Regions from separate parts of the Mus musculus genome. Here region 1 is linked to region 2. A link is a contact called in public promoter capture Hi-C data. All regions are on one chromosome and are shown on one strand. Each heading gives the region's core, a stretch centred on a gene start, on an enhancer-like site or on the middle of the called end of the contact. The rest is flanking DNA. Distances are from core to core; before and after follow the strand shown. Region 1 holds the start of Dtymk (deoxythymidylate kinase). Region 2 holds the start of Erfe (erythroferrone).

The links. Promoter capture Hi-C pulls out the DNA fragments that hold promoters and counts their contacts.
Region 1: a contact with region 2 is called in a promoter capture Hi-C map of liver, with 4 times the contacts expected there. The contact joins the promoter of Dtymk here to the promoter of Erfe in region 2.

The regions. Positions count from the first base shown.
Region 1 is chr1:93,797,738-93,803,675 of GRCm38.p6, reverse strand. Dtymk (deoxythymidylate kinase) reads left to right here and starts at 1,742. Exons shown (of 5, transcript NM_001105667.1): 1 at 1,742-1,978; 2 at 2,766-2,874; 3 at 5,206-5,296. The coding sequence starts at 1,849.
Region 2 is chr1:91,363,514-91,369,437 of GRCm38.p6, reverse strand. It overlaps Erfe (erythroferrone), which reads right to left and starts at 3,008. Exons shown (of 8, transcript NM_173395.2): 1 at 2,790-3,008; 2 at 957-1,073; 3 at 1-67. The coding sequence starts at 2,957.

The DNA of each region.
Region 1 (5,938 bases), core at 493-2,992, 2.4 Mb before region 2:
TGCCGCTCTTCCCGCGTTGTTCAGACACCCGCTGCCTGTGGTTTCTCCTGGCTGACGGGGCCTCCCGGAAGGAGACCCCCTCACAGGCATCGGTTAACTTCCATGCTCTTTGTGGCTGTCTGGTCCCGAGGGGGGCGTGCCCACGCTGGACCTCGGTTGCTTTGACTCGCACTTCGTGAAGAAGCCACGCACCCCTCGATGCCTGCAAAAATACATTTTACATTCCTACGGCAACTCTGTTACAGTTAATGAAACAATATAACTAAAATCCAGGGTTTACCAGAGTCCACTCTTGGTGGGCTCTAATATTTCTGAGAAGTATTAAGTATCCCCCTTATAGCATCCTGAAGAATATTTTTCACTGCCTTTAATTCTTTTGGTCTATTACAATAGCGCGCGCACACACACACACGCATACTTGTAACCAATAAACGTTTTAGAGTCTCTGTAGTATTGCTTTGCTAACATGCCATGTAGTTGCATTTTACAGTACACAGTCTTTTCAGACTGGCTGCATTTATCATTATACAGTTCAGGTTCCTCCATGTCCTAGTAAGTAACTGATAATTCACTTTTTACTTCAAAATTATTTCACTGTGTAATTACCAGTTTATCAGTTTGCGTGTTGGAGGACATCTTAGCTGCTTCCATATTTAGGCAAATGTGGCTAGAGCTGATACAATCATTTGTGTGCAGACATAGTTTCCAACCCATTTGGGTAAATATTGACTTCATGTTAAAAGTAGAGTGCTTTCTTGAGAAACAGCCAAGCTATCTTCCACACCGTTTTTGCCTTCTCCTCTGCACTGACAGTCTCCTTCGCTCCACGTCCTCACCAGCATGATGAAGGGTTAGAATTGTAGATTTGGGCTATTCTCGAAGAGGTGAAATTATCTTAATTCATGATTCCTAACAATATGTTTGTGTTGCACATTTTTACATATGTGTCTGGCATCTGTGTCACTTCTTTGGGTGTTAGTTCAAATGTTTGCATAAACCTTGATCTACCTCCCAAATGTTGGGTTTATAGGCTATGTCACTCACTATATCCAATTTATTCTGTGCTGGGTATGGAATCTTTGTTCATTAGGCAAAACATAACCCAGCCCAGCCTTTGACTGCGGATCCTTTTTTCTCTTCCTCTAGAGTACTGTTGTTTGGGTTTTTGAGCCTGGGTCTCACAATGTATCCCTGGCTGGCCTGAAACTATGTAAGTGGCCTCAGACTCACAGAGATTTGCCCGCCTCCTGCTCATGTATTTTCCCTGACTTTATTTTGTCTGTAAAAACACTGCTAGGGGGAAAGGAATTTAAAAGGGGGGGGGGTGGTTTCAATTCTGCCCACGCTGCAAATAAACCCATTTCCTTCCACCAACTTACACTAAAACGACAAGGAAAATTCCTGAGCGGTTCGAAAATGCTGCAGAAAGTACATCTTGGGGGTCGATGTTCCTATCCTTAACTCCTTTCAGAGCCTGATCATCACATGGCTCCTGTACGCGCGCAGGTGTGTGTGTGATAAGAAACTTTTAGAACCCTTCAGTAGCGCGCTTAGGGGCATAAAAATTTGATTCCGTTACAGGTCTCGAACTTCCACGTGACCAGAGCCTGCGCAACCACAGTCCTTAAGATTGGTGCTCTTCGGGAGCGGCGAACGGAAGTTCCGCGAGTTGGCGCTCGCTAAACTGCAGACTCCCGGGCCTAGATTACGTCACGTCCGGAAGCTGTTCCCCGCAGGCCACAGAATTCGTTTTCCAACCGGAAGAGGGCAGGGCTTCCGTGCACGCCGGGCTTCTGCTGCATCTAACATTGGCGGGAACCTGGCAAGTTGACCGGTGCTGTGCGGGCGATGGCGTCGCGTCGGGGAGCGCTCATCGTGCTGGAGGGTGTGGACCGTGCTGGCAAGACCACGCAGGGCCTCAAGCTGGTGACCGCGCTGTGCGCCTCGGGCCACAGAGCGGAGCTGCTGCGTTTCCCCGGTGCGCGGGTGGGCCTGGAGAATTCCCTCACTCTCTCTTTGGGTTGTAGTCTTAGTATCTTTAAAAGCTTTTAGAACATCTATTTATTTATTATTGTGCATGCGTGTGCTGGCTAGTCTATGTCAGTTTGACTCAAGCTACCTCAATTGAGAAAACTGGCCCCACCAGATTGGCCAGCAGACAAGCCTGGAAGACATTTTCTTCATTGGTCATTGATTTGGGAGGGCCCGGCTGGTGGAGATGGCTTAGTTAATAAAATACAGGCTGAAATGAGAGCCTGGGTTTAGTTTCCCAGGTTAAAAAAAAAAAAAACCTAGTACGGTTGCTTATCCAACCGCTGGAGAGGTGAGACGGACTCGTTCCTGGGACTTGTGAGCCAGCCAGTTCAGCCAAAACTGAGCTTCAGGTAGAAGCTCCTCTCTGAAAACACAAGGTGGAAAAGTACTGAAAAGGGAACATAAGGTTGACTTTTGGCCTTGCGCCCTGTACACTGGACACCAACCCCTGATCCTACAAATTAAGTAGGTTGGGAATTGGAACAACCACTTTGCAGGATATTTTAATTTTCAAACCAACCAGTCAAAAGTCTTACAAGTACTTTTGAAATCAAGACTTGCACGTACATTACTTCCTTTTCTCGGGGAGACTTCTTTGGCTTCAGAGATGGTCCAAAGCTGTCTGGAGGTTGAAAGTTAGGTGTAGGTGCAAGGAGAGAACTTAAGTGCAAACCCCTGTAGACTTCAGGTGAAGAGTCTGACTTCAGTCGAGTGTATCTTTGTCTTTCTAGAAAGATCAACGGAAATCGGCAAGCTTCTGAATTCCTACTTGGAAAAGAAAACGGAACTAGAGGATCACTCCGTGCACCTGCTCTTCTCTGCAAACCGCTGGGAACAAGTGTAAAGACCTGCGTCGTTGCTCCCCGGTTGTAACATGCACACTTTTGTGTGTGGCAAGGGTGCGAGCACCTGTGTGTGGCATGTGTGCAAACACCCGCACGTCGAGACCAGAGGCCAGCTTGGGAGGTTTCCTCTACCCTACCATTCGACGCCGTATTTGAGATAAAAAAATCGACGTATTTGAGATAAAAAATCGTCGTATTTGAGATAAAAAATCGCCGTATTTGAGATAAAACATCGTCGTATTTGACCATCGTATTTAACCACATCCGGCTTGTTTTGTTTTATTAAAAGGTTTTTTTTTTGATTTGGTTTTTGGTTTTGTTTTTTTGATACTAGGTTTCCCTACATAACAGTCCTGACTATCCTGGAACTTGCCTTATAGACCAGGCTGGCCTCATAAAAAATATGTATTCGTTTTTGTGTAATATAAATGGCTACCTGTATGTGCACCTCATGCATACCTGCTGCCCAAGGAAGACAACTCCTGTAACTAGAGTTACTGAGAGTTGTAAGCTGTCATGTGAGTTCTGGGAACCAAACCTGGGTCCTTGGCAAGAGCAGTAAGTGCTTTTAACTGCTGAGGCAAGGTTTGTTTTGTTTTGTTTGTTTTTGTTTTTTCGAGACAGGGTTTCTCTGTATAGCCCTGGCTGTCCTAGAACTCACTTTGTAGACCAGGCTGACTTTGAACTCAGAAATCTGCCTGCCTCTGCCTGGGATTAAAGGCGTGCACCACCACACCCGGCTTGTTTTGTTTTATTAAAAGTTTTTTTTTTTTTTTTTTGGTTTGGTTTGGTTTTTGGTTTTGTTTTTTTTTTGATACTAGGTTTCCCTACATAACAGCCCTGACTATCCTGGAACTTGCCTTATAGACCAGGCTGGCCTCATGCCTAGCTGAGATAATTTTGGGATACACTGGCCTTTGTGCTTCTGGGTCCTGTCTGTCTCCCTAAATGTCTTTCTTCCTGCTGGCTTATATCTGGGTTCTGGGGTACTAGAAATCCAAACCCCAGTCTTCCTGTTATATGGCAAACAGTTTATCCATAGAGCCACATCTCCAGCCCCCAGCCTTTTGTTTTTTGTCTTTGTTTTTAAGATACTTGGTCCCCTCTGTAGCTCAGAGTGTCCTCTAAGTAACGATAACCCTTCCTTCTCAGCCTTTTAAGTGCTAGCTATTTTCATTTTCTTCTCTTTTTTTCCTAGATGAAGTTTCTCAGTGTAGCCTTGGCTGTCCTGGAACTCACTCTGTAGACCAGTCTGGCCTTGAACTCACAGACATCCTACCTGCCACTGCCTCCTGAGTGCTGGGATTAAAGGCATGTGCCACCACCACCCAGCTAAGTTAGCTGGTGTTGTGTTGTTGTATTGTTGCATTTGCAGAGAATATACTTTGTATGTCTGTCCTTTGTCAGATATGCTTTTTTTTTTTTTTTTTATTGTCTGGATTGCTTTTCTTTCTTTTTGTTTCTTACACTTATTTATTACACATACAGCTTCTGGCCTACAGGCCAGAAGAGGGTGCCAGATCCCATTACAGATAATTGTGAGCCATCGTGTAGGTGCTGGGAATTGAACTCAGGACCTCTGCAAGAGCAGGCAATGCTCTTAACCTCTGAGCCATCTCTGCAGCCCTCAGCTATGCCTTTTATACATCCTGTCTCCCGTTCTATGGCTTGTCTCTTACATGGCACAGCTACATTTTCCAAGGCTGTCAGTTCTCGAATTACTTTGATTTTTGGTGTTATCAAACCCAAGGGCATCCAGGTTCTCTCTCCTTCATTCTCACTTTCCTTTAAGGAGTTTCTCTTAGCCATTTAGGTCTGGGGTCTATTTTAATTCTGTGAAGGTTGTAAGATCTGAGTTTAGATTTCAACCTTCCTCGCCCATGCCCCAGAATCAGTTGCCTCTTGTGAGGTGTGCTAACTGAGAAGAGTCTGACTCCCTTCTGTGGCCTCAGTGATACCTTCTTGCTCAAGCCAAGCCCTCCACCTTTGCACATCTAAGATTTTGCACACTGGTAATGATGGTGAGTGAGCCTGTGGTGTTTGGTGGAAAAAATCTTTGATATTTTGTCTGTTATACTTGGGGGCACAAGTATCAGTCTCATCTCCTGGCTCCCCCATGCCCTCTGCCATCCTTTGCTCTTTGCCTGGGTTCTCCCCTCAGCAGGGAAGGGTAGAGGTGTCTCTTGGCATATCCTAGAGAGAAGATGTAGAACTTTCTGGTTGTAAATAAGTTTATAAATGACTGCAGTAATTGTCACTGTATGGGATTTCTGACTTGGGATAGTTGGAAGCCAGTTCCAGGACTCAGGAGCATTCTGTTTTTCAGACCATTAATTAAGGCGAAGTTGAACCAGGGTGTGACCCTTGTTTTGGACAGATACGCCTTTTCTGGGGTTGCCTTCACTGGTGCCAAAGAGGTAAGTATTGTGTAGCATCCTGTTTCAGGGTGCCAGGTTTGGGTCCTGGTTTGCTTTTCTTCATTTGCAAGGCCCCTGCCACCAAATGTGTGTTGAAATTACTCTTAGGAATTGGATAGCTCTGGCATCCCTTAACTCTTCAAGATTAAATTGTCTTTCATCAATAAAGAAACAGGCATGCAGGTTGTTTTTCACATACAGCATTGCATTTTCCATTCGGATGATTTATCTCACAAAGAGGTCCCTTGTTAAGATTTGCCTGCACTGTCTCACTTTTCGACCTGATATAAGATAATGACTAGGACACTGGAGCCTTCCCACTGACCCCTCTAGTTCCTCCACACTGCTTCCTGTGGGTAAGGGAAGGAGTTGTGTCCTGCCTTGTTTGTTTGTTTTAATTTCTGCCATTTACGTGCTGGTTTAAGACAAGGTTGTATTTTGTATCCTTGTGGCCTGGAACTCAGTGTGTAGACCAGACTCACCATAAATCACAGTGATCCACCTGCCTCTGCCTCTGCCGTGCTAGAATTAATTAAAGGCCTGTATCACCACATCTGGCAACAGAAAGCCTCCCAGAAGTATCATCAGCCTTAGGGACACCCACACCCTCTGTTCAATATCAGATGGCATTGTTGGGTGTTG
Region 2 (5,924 bases), core at 1,759-4,258:
CAGATGGGATAAAGGGGCCTGGGGGGCCCTGAGGACCTGGTGGCCCTGGGGGTCCTGGCAGGCCAAGCTGGAAGGGAAGGTAGAGGTTAAGAACATTTGAGGGGAGAGGTGACCCTTCTGCCGGGTCCTACATCGAGGCTGGCAGGAGAGCTCCCGCCTTGGCTGTGGGCTCTTCCCTCCGTGTGGAGGTCCTTAGGGCTCTCATACTCCTCTATCATCAAGCATGGAGTGCAGGCATGGGCAAGGATGGGATTGTGCAGATGTGGAGCTTCTTAGGGGCTGTACAGGGCACGGCAGGCTCTGTATGCAAGAGCCCTACAGCTGCCTCTCTGGATGTGATTCCCAGATAAAGACCACCCAGGCTGCTTCTGGGGACGTGAATCTCAGTCTGGCCTGAGACACAACAACAAGTCTCCACTGCACTTGGGAGTTTATACTGGTCTGGGTCAGGACCTAAGGGAAGGAGGCAAGCTCCTGCATAGAGAAGCCTAAGCAAGGCCAGGTAGCCTAAGGGGGCAGGGCTGACCACACACACATACACACACCCAGGCCCAGTGAATGGGTCAGATCCTGGGCAGGTAAGGCTGACCCTCAATAGAGAAACACAACACACACTGAAGCCCAGCCTGGATCCAGAGTTACTTGGAGGAACTCAATGCAGGAGTCAGTCATCAGGTCCAAGTGCCAGCTTCCTGCCCAAGCCAGGGCCATACTGAGAGGCTCCCATCCTGTACCATTCCAGCAGCCCGAAGCCAACCCAACTCCTTAGCATATGTTGGGTGAGCTTCTCCCTCTGGCCATGAAGGGAAATCTGGGGAGGACCTGGCATCCTGAGGGCTCCTAACTCCTGACTTGCTGGACGCCAGCTTCATACTTGATCCTTGTTTCTTTCCATGGCTTCTGCTGTTGGAAAGGGTACTAGGGGCTCGGGGAGGTGGTGGGCCCAAGCTGCTCACCTTCAGCCTCCTGGCTTTGCTCCTCCTCTTACTGTTGATCCCCTTGTCACTCTGCTTGACGAACAGCATCCAAGCATCCCGGGGATCCACACTGTGTGCATGCGCAATGGTGGGTTCCTGGAACACAGATGGCCACAGTAGGTTTGCTTGGTAGCATCTTGCCCTTGTCACTTGTGTTTTCAGAGGTAGTGTCCGACCCATCCCCAGCCCATGGAGGAGGGAGCCCAGGCTGCAGGAAGGTAGGAGTGGGGCTCCAAAGCAGGTGCTCTGGGATGTATCTTCTTGCTTTTCCTTGAGTGTCACCGTCCTTTGACAGTCACTGGAACCCACAGTTGCTTAGGAGGTGACTATGAATATATGAATACTGGGTGACAACAGGTCATTTTGTCCCTCCCCACAGTCAGAAGTGTCAGGGAGACCAGCCTCAGGGCCACTGTGGTCACAGGGCATGGGGAGCAGTGGGGCAGAGGAGCCGGATGTCATGACTCTAGCTAGGCCTTTACTTTTCTCAGCTTTCTAAAACACTGGCCCAAGGATTCAAGCTCTGAGAGTGGCCTTGTTTCCTGGCAGAGGCCTTTGGCAAATAGGACAGTTAATAGGCCTCTAATGGTCTGGGTTCCATGTAGGGCTACCAGCTAGGAAAGGAATGAACCATTCAAGAGGCCTTAGAAGAAGTCAAGGGCACAGACTCCAGTGTCTGACAGAAAGACCCAGGATCTCAAAACTACCCAAACCGGGGTCTTGTGGGTCACAGGCCAGGCTGCTGTGTCAGGATGATGGAGGCTTCTATGCTTCTTGCTGTCTGATGCCCTCAGTGGACACTCACAGTGCAGTGCTTCCATTATAGGTCAGAACAGGTGTACTGACCCTTCCAGGGGACCGGTGGCCTGTGTACAGACTCGCACCACTGTCAACTTGAGGGCAGCACCGAAAATACATGGAGCCATGTTGGTCAGGGGCCCCAGGAGTTGGAGTGGGAGCTGGGTTCCAGCTATCAGGGAACTGGTGACACCTTGCCCCTCCCAAAGAGGGTTCAAGGCCAACATTCCACTGGGAAGGTCCAGCCTACTCCCCACTTCCTGGTGACTATGTCTGGACCTCATGAAAGTTTTGAAGGCTGATGGCTGGGGGTCAGGGGGAGGCTTCAGACAACAAGGACATGTTTACTCCCACCAAAGGAGGCAGAAATGGGATGGTGGAAGGACCCAGGGATGCCTTGCAGAGGGAGGTATTGTAACCATCTCCAGCTGTCTTAGTGGATGTTTTGTTGGCCCCTGGGGTGCTGAGAACTGAAGAGCGCGCTGGCCTGGGGTTTCCTTGTGCCTGGCCCACAGCATGAGCGATCAACTAGACCCTGAAATTCTTCCCTGAACTCTCACCAACAGGACTGACCAGCTCCAATGAAGGCTACCAATCCACCCTCCCCAGGCCTCTAGCCACACCCTCCCCAGCCTGCGTCTCCACCCCAGCAGTTCAGGTGGAGATCTTGGGAGGGATCGCAGGCAGAGCCTGGTTACATCACTCCTTTCCCAGACGCAGTCACCTAACAAAAAGGAACTAGATCTGGGAGCCCCGCTCTCTCACCAGTCTTCCAGTTTCACGAGGAGCAAGTTAACTGCATTTCACACCTTTCCCAATCTCTCCTACTGGCCTAGTGGAGTTCTGCCGCCAAAGCCACGGTACAGAGGACGCATCCACCCAACCCTGGGTCTCACAGAGCCCCTGAGAGCGACGTATCCCCAGTGTTGGACACTGCGCAGCAAGGGGTGCCACCTTCCCCACCGTCTTAGGGCCCCCCGGGACAGGAAGATGTGGGGCGCGGCTGCGTCTTACCGGCGGGCTGTTGGCTGGCGGGGCGGGCAGCTCGGCCCCGGGCGGCTGCGGGCGTGCATGAGTCCCCACGGGCTCCGCGGACTCAGGGACACCGAGGCCCATGGCGGCGAGTAGGCTGGCGCAGGCGAGCAGCGTGCGAGCTCCGACGGGGCGGCGGGTCGAGGCCATGCTGGCGGCGGCGGCGGCAGTAAAGAGCACGGCTGGTCAGGTCGGCGCCTTATAACGCGCTTGAATCCCCCGCCTCGCGCGCGCCGCCCTCGCTGCCGTCGCCCCCTCGCGGCTAGGGCACGCTCTGCAGGCACAGGGGACCCTGAGGAGGCGGGCGCCCGATCCGGTCCGTGCACGCCTCCACTTTGCTGCCTGTAGCCCAGGGTTAGCTTCTCTTCTCCTAGCCCTGCACCCGAGGCTTTCTAAGACACCCCCCCCTTTCTCTAAGGACACCCACTGCACCATTCTGCACGTCTTCTTAGGACCTCCCCCCGCCCCGGGTCTCTTCTTTTCTCATGGTTCCAGGCCTTAATGACAAGTTGAGTACCTGAGAATATGGCAGCCCTTATGGCTCCTCCTTTTCAAGCTGGGGAACCTGGAGCACTTTTAAGGTTTCCCTGCTCTTCCCCACCCCGGATGTATCTGCACAGCTGGCACCTCTCAGGCTCCAGCTACGGAGTCTGCTACTAGCAGCTACAGAGAACTGACCCAGTCTGGCTGAAAGGTCGGATCCCTCTGATGTCCTAAGCCAGGCAGATGGAGCTCAGACTGCTGCCCACTGCCCACCACGGAGCATTCAACCAGGACAGATGTGGCAAATCCTAAAGGATGAACTGCGAGGAGGCCTTTTCTGGGTGGTTCTCCTCCAGAGAGGCAGGCCTAGCTGCCTTGAGCTGCTGTCATTACATTGGCTGTAGATAAAGCAGCACACCTGGGTTTCTTTGTTTCTTTTTTTGTTTTGTTTTGTTTTGTTTTGTTTTTTGTTTTTTCCTTTGTTTGCTTGCTTGCTTGATTTGTTTTAATCTTAAATTGTGTGCGTCCAGGTGCCCTTAAAGGCTAGAAGAGGGAGTCCAAAGAAGGGACTTGATTTGGGAAGCATGACCCTAAGATATCAAGTGACCCTGCTCTGTTCACAGTGAGGGCCCCAGCTGGAGCGCTGACAACCAGATCTGTTGCCATGTGAAAGTAGTTATTTTCCCAAACAACGGACTGTCCTAGTGATGTCATGGGTTCTTCCAGAGGGCCCAGATCCAAATAGTTCTGGTACTGGCATGGCTTCCTGGACCCTAGCTCAAGGTAATGACGCGGTCCAGTTCAGGCGCATAGCCCCAGAGCTCTAGCCATTCAGGAAAGGTTCCCGCATGTTTGCAGGGTCCTGTTTGAAAGCAAGGTCCTCAGGAGGACAGGAGTGCATGGCAAAGCTCACAGGGCGCTAAGCATAGGGTCCACAGCCTCAAAGGAGTGGCATCTCTGATTCAGAAGTGGGACCCTTGAGTGTGGTGGTGCCTGGGTCTGAGTGAACATTCTGAGTGAGTCGGGCCCGGCAGGAGAGCAGCGAGTGACCTCCCTGTGCCTTCTTGCATGGCAGAAATCTAATCCTCATTCCTGGGACCTCATGTCATGGCCTTGACCCAGCTTCCCGGCAGTTCAATGAGCCAAGCTTTCTCCGTGTCCCTCTTTCTTCAAAGGAAGGCTGTAGGCTGATGAGGTCATGGGCATGAAATCTTCCCTTTACTCAAAGACAGTGGGAGCCTGCCTGAGGCTGACTGGCTGTGCGGCCTCAAGAGTACCTGCAGCTAGCAGTGGTGTCGTTAGCTATGTATGCCTTGAACGTGGATGGACCATCAGTACTCGGATCACGTGACTGTCCCTAACATACAAAGGAGGAAAATGAGGGATAGACCTTGGGAGAATCAAGGAGTCCCCAAACCAAGGCATATCCAGGCCCAGGTACCATGTCTTGCAGTCAGCAGCTCTGTAGGCCTTGAGTGCTCCTATGGGCTCTGAGTGCTCCTAGGGTGTGGTGGTCTAAGTAACAATGGCTGCCATAGGCCCATATATTAGAATGCTTAGTCATCGGGAATAGAACTGTTTGAAAGGATTAGAAGGATTAGGAGGTGCTGCCTTGTAGGGTGGACTTGAGGTTTCAAAGCCCATGCTGGGCCCAGTCTTTCTGGCCTGCAGCTCAGGATGTAGCTCAGATAAGCCCCAGCACCTCTTAAACCAGAAGCAATCCCCCAATTAAGTGCCTTTTTCTGTAAGAATTGCCTTGGTTGTGGCTGGAGAGATGGCTCAGCAGTTATGAGGACTGGCTGTTCTCTCCTGAGTTCCATTCTCAGCAACCACATGGTGGCTCACAACCATCTGTAAGGGGATCTGATGCCTTCTTCTGGTGTGTTTGAAGACAGCTACAGTATACTCATATACATTAAATAAGTAAGTAAATCATTAAAAAATATTGATTTGGTCCTGGTGTCTCTTCACAGCATTAGAACACTGAGACATGGGGGCTCAAGTACTCTCAGACTCTAAGTGCTCCTGAAGGCTCTGGGTGCTCCCGTAGGATCTGAGTGCTCTCCTGAGGGGTCGGAGGGATCTGAGGGATCTAAGTGCTCCCTCAGGCTCTGAGTGCTCCTGGAGGGTCTGGGGGCTCTCCTGAGGGATCTGGATGCTCCTGTAGGCTTTATGTGCTGTGGAGCACTCTATATTCTAACTAGAAGTCCTCACTAGCTTCAGATGTCCGAGTCCTTGTTTTCCTAGGGATTCTGGGATATGATTCTTGGGGTGCCTTGTGGCCATCCCCTGCATGACAGGAGGATCTCTTGAGTGTCTGGTGTGCTCCAGTCTCTGTGTGTTATGCTGGTGGCTGTCCCTCTTCCTGCTCACTTTGTGGCCCCACGGTGGCTTTAGAATACTCTGCCAGTGTTTTGTCTTCCCTCTCTATGTTCTGATTGCTTTGGTCAGAGGGTGGTTGTCAGGCTGCTAACAGGAGATGGGGACAGTAGAGTTAGGGACATTTCCACACACACACCCCCAGACACTGTAGCTAAATCTGTGTTCTCTCAGCATCTGCCTCTTCCCTGGTCTCTGGAAGCTGGTGGTGGTCAGGATGCCCTGTTGTTGCTAGCACCTAGGATCTCCACAGCT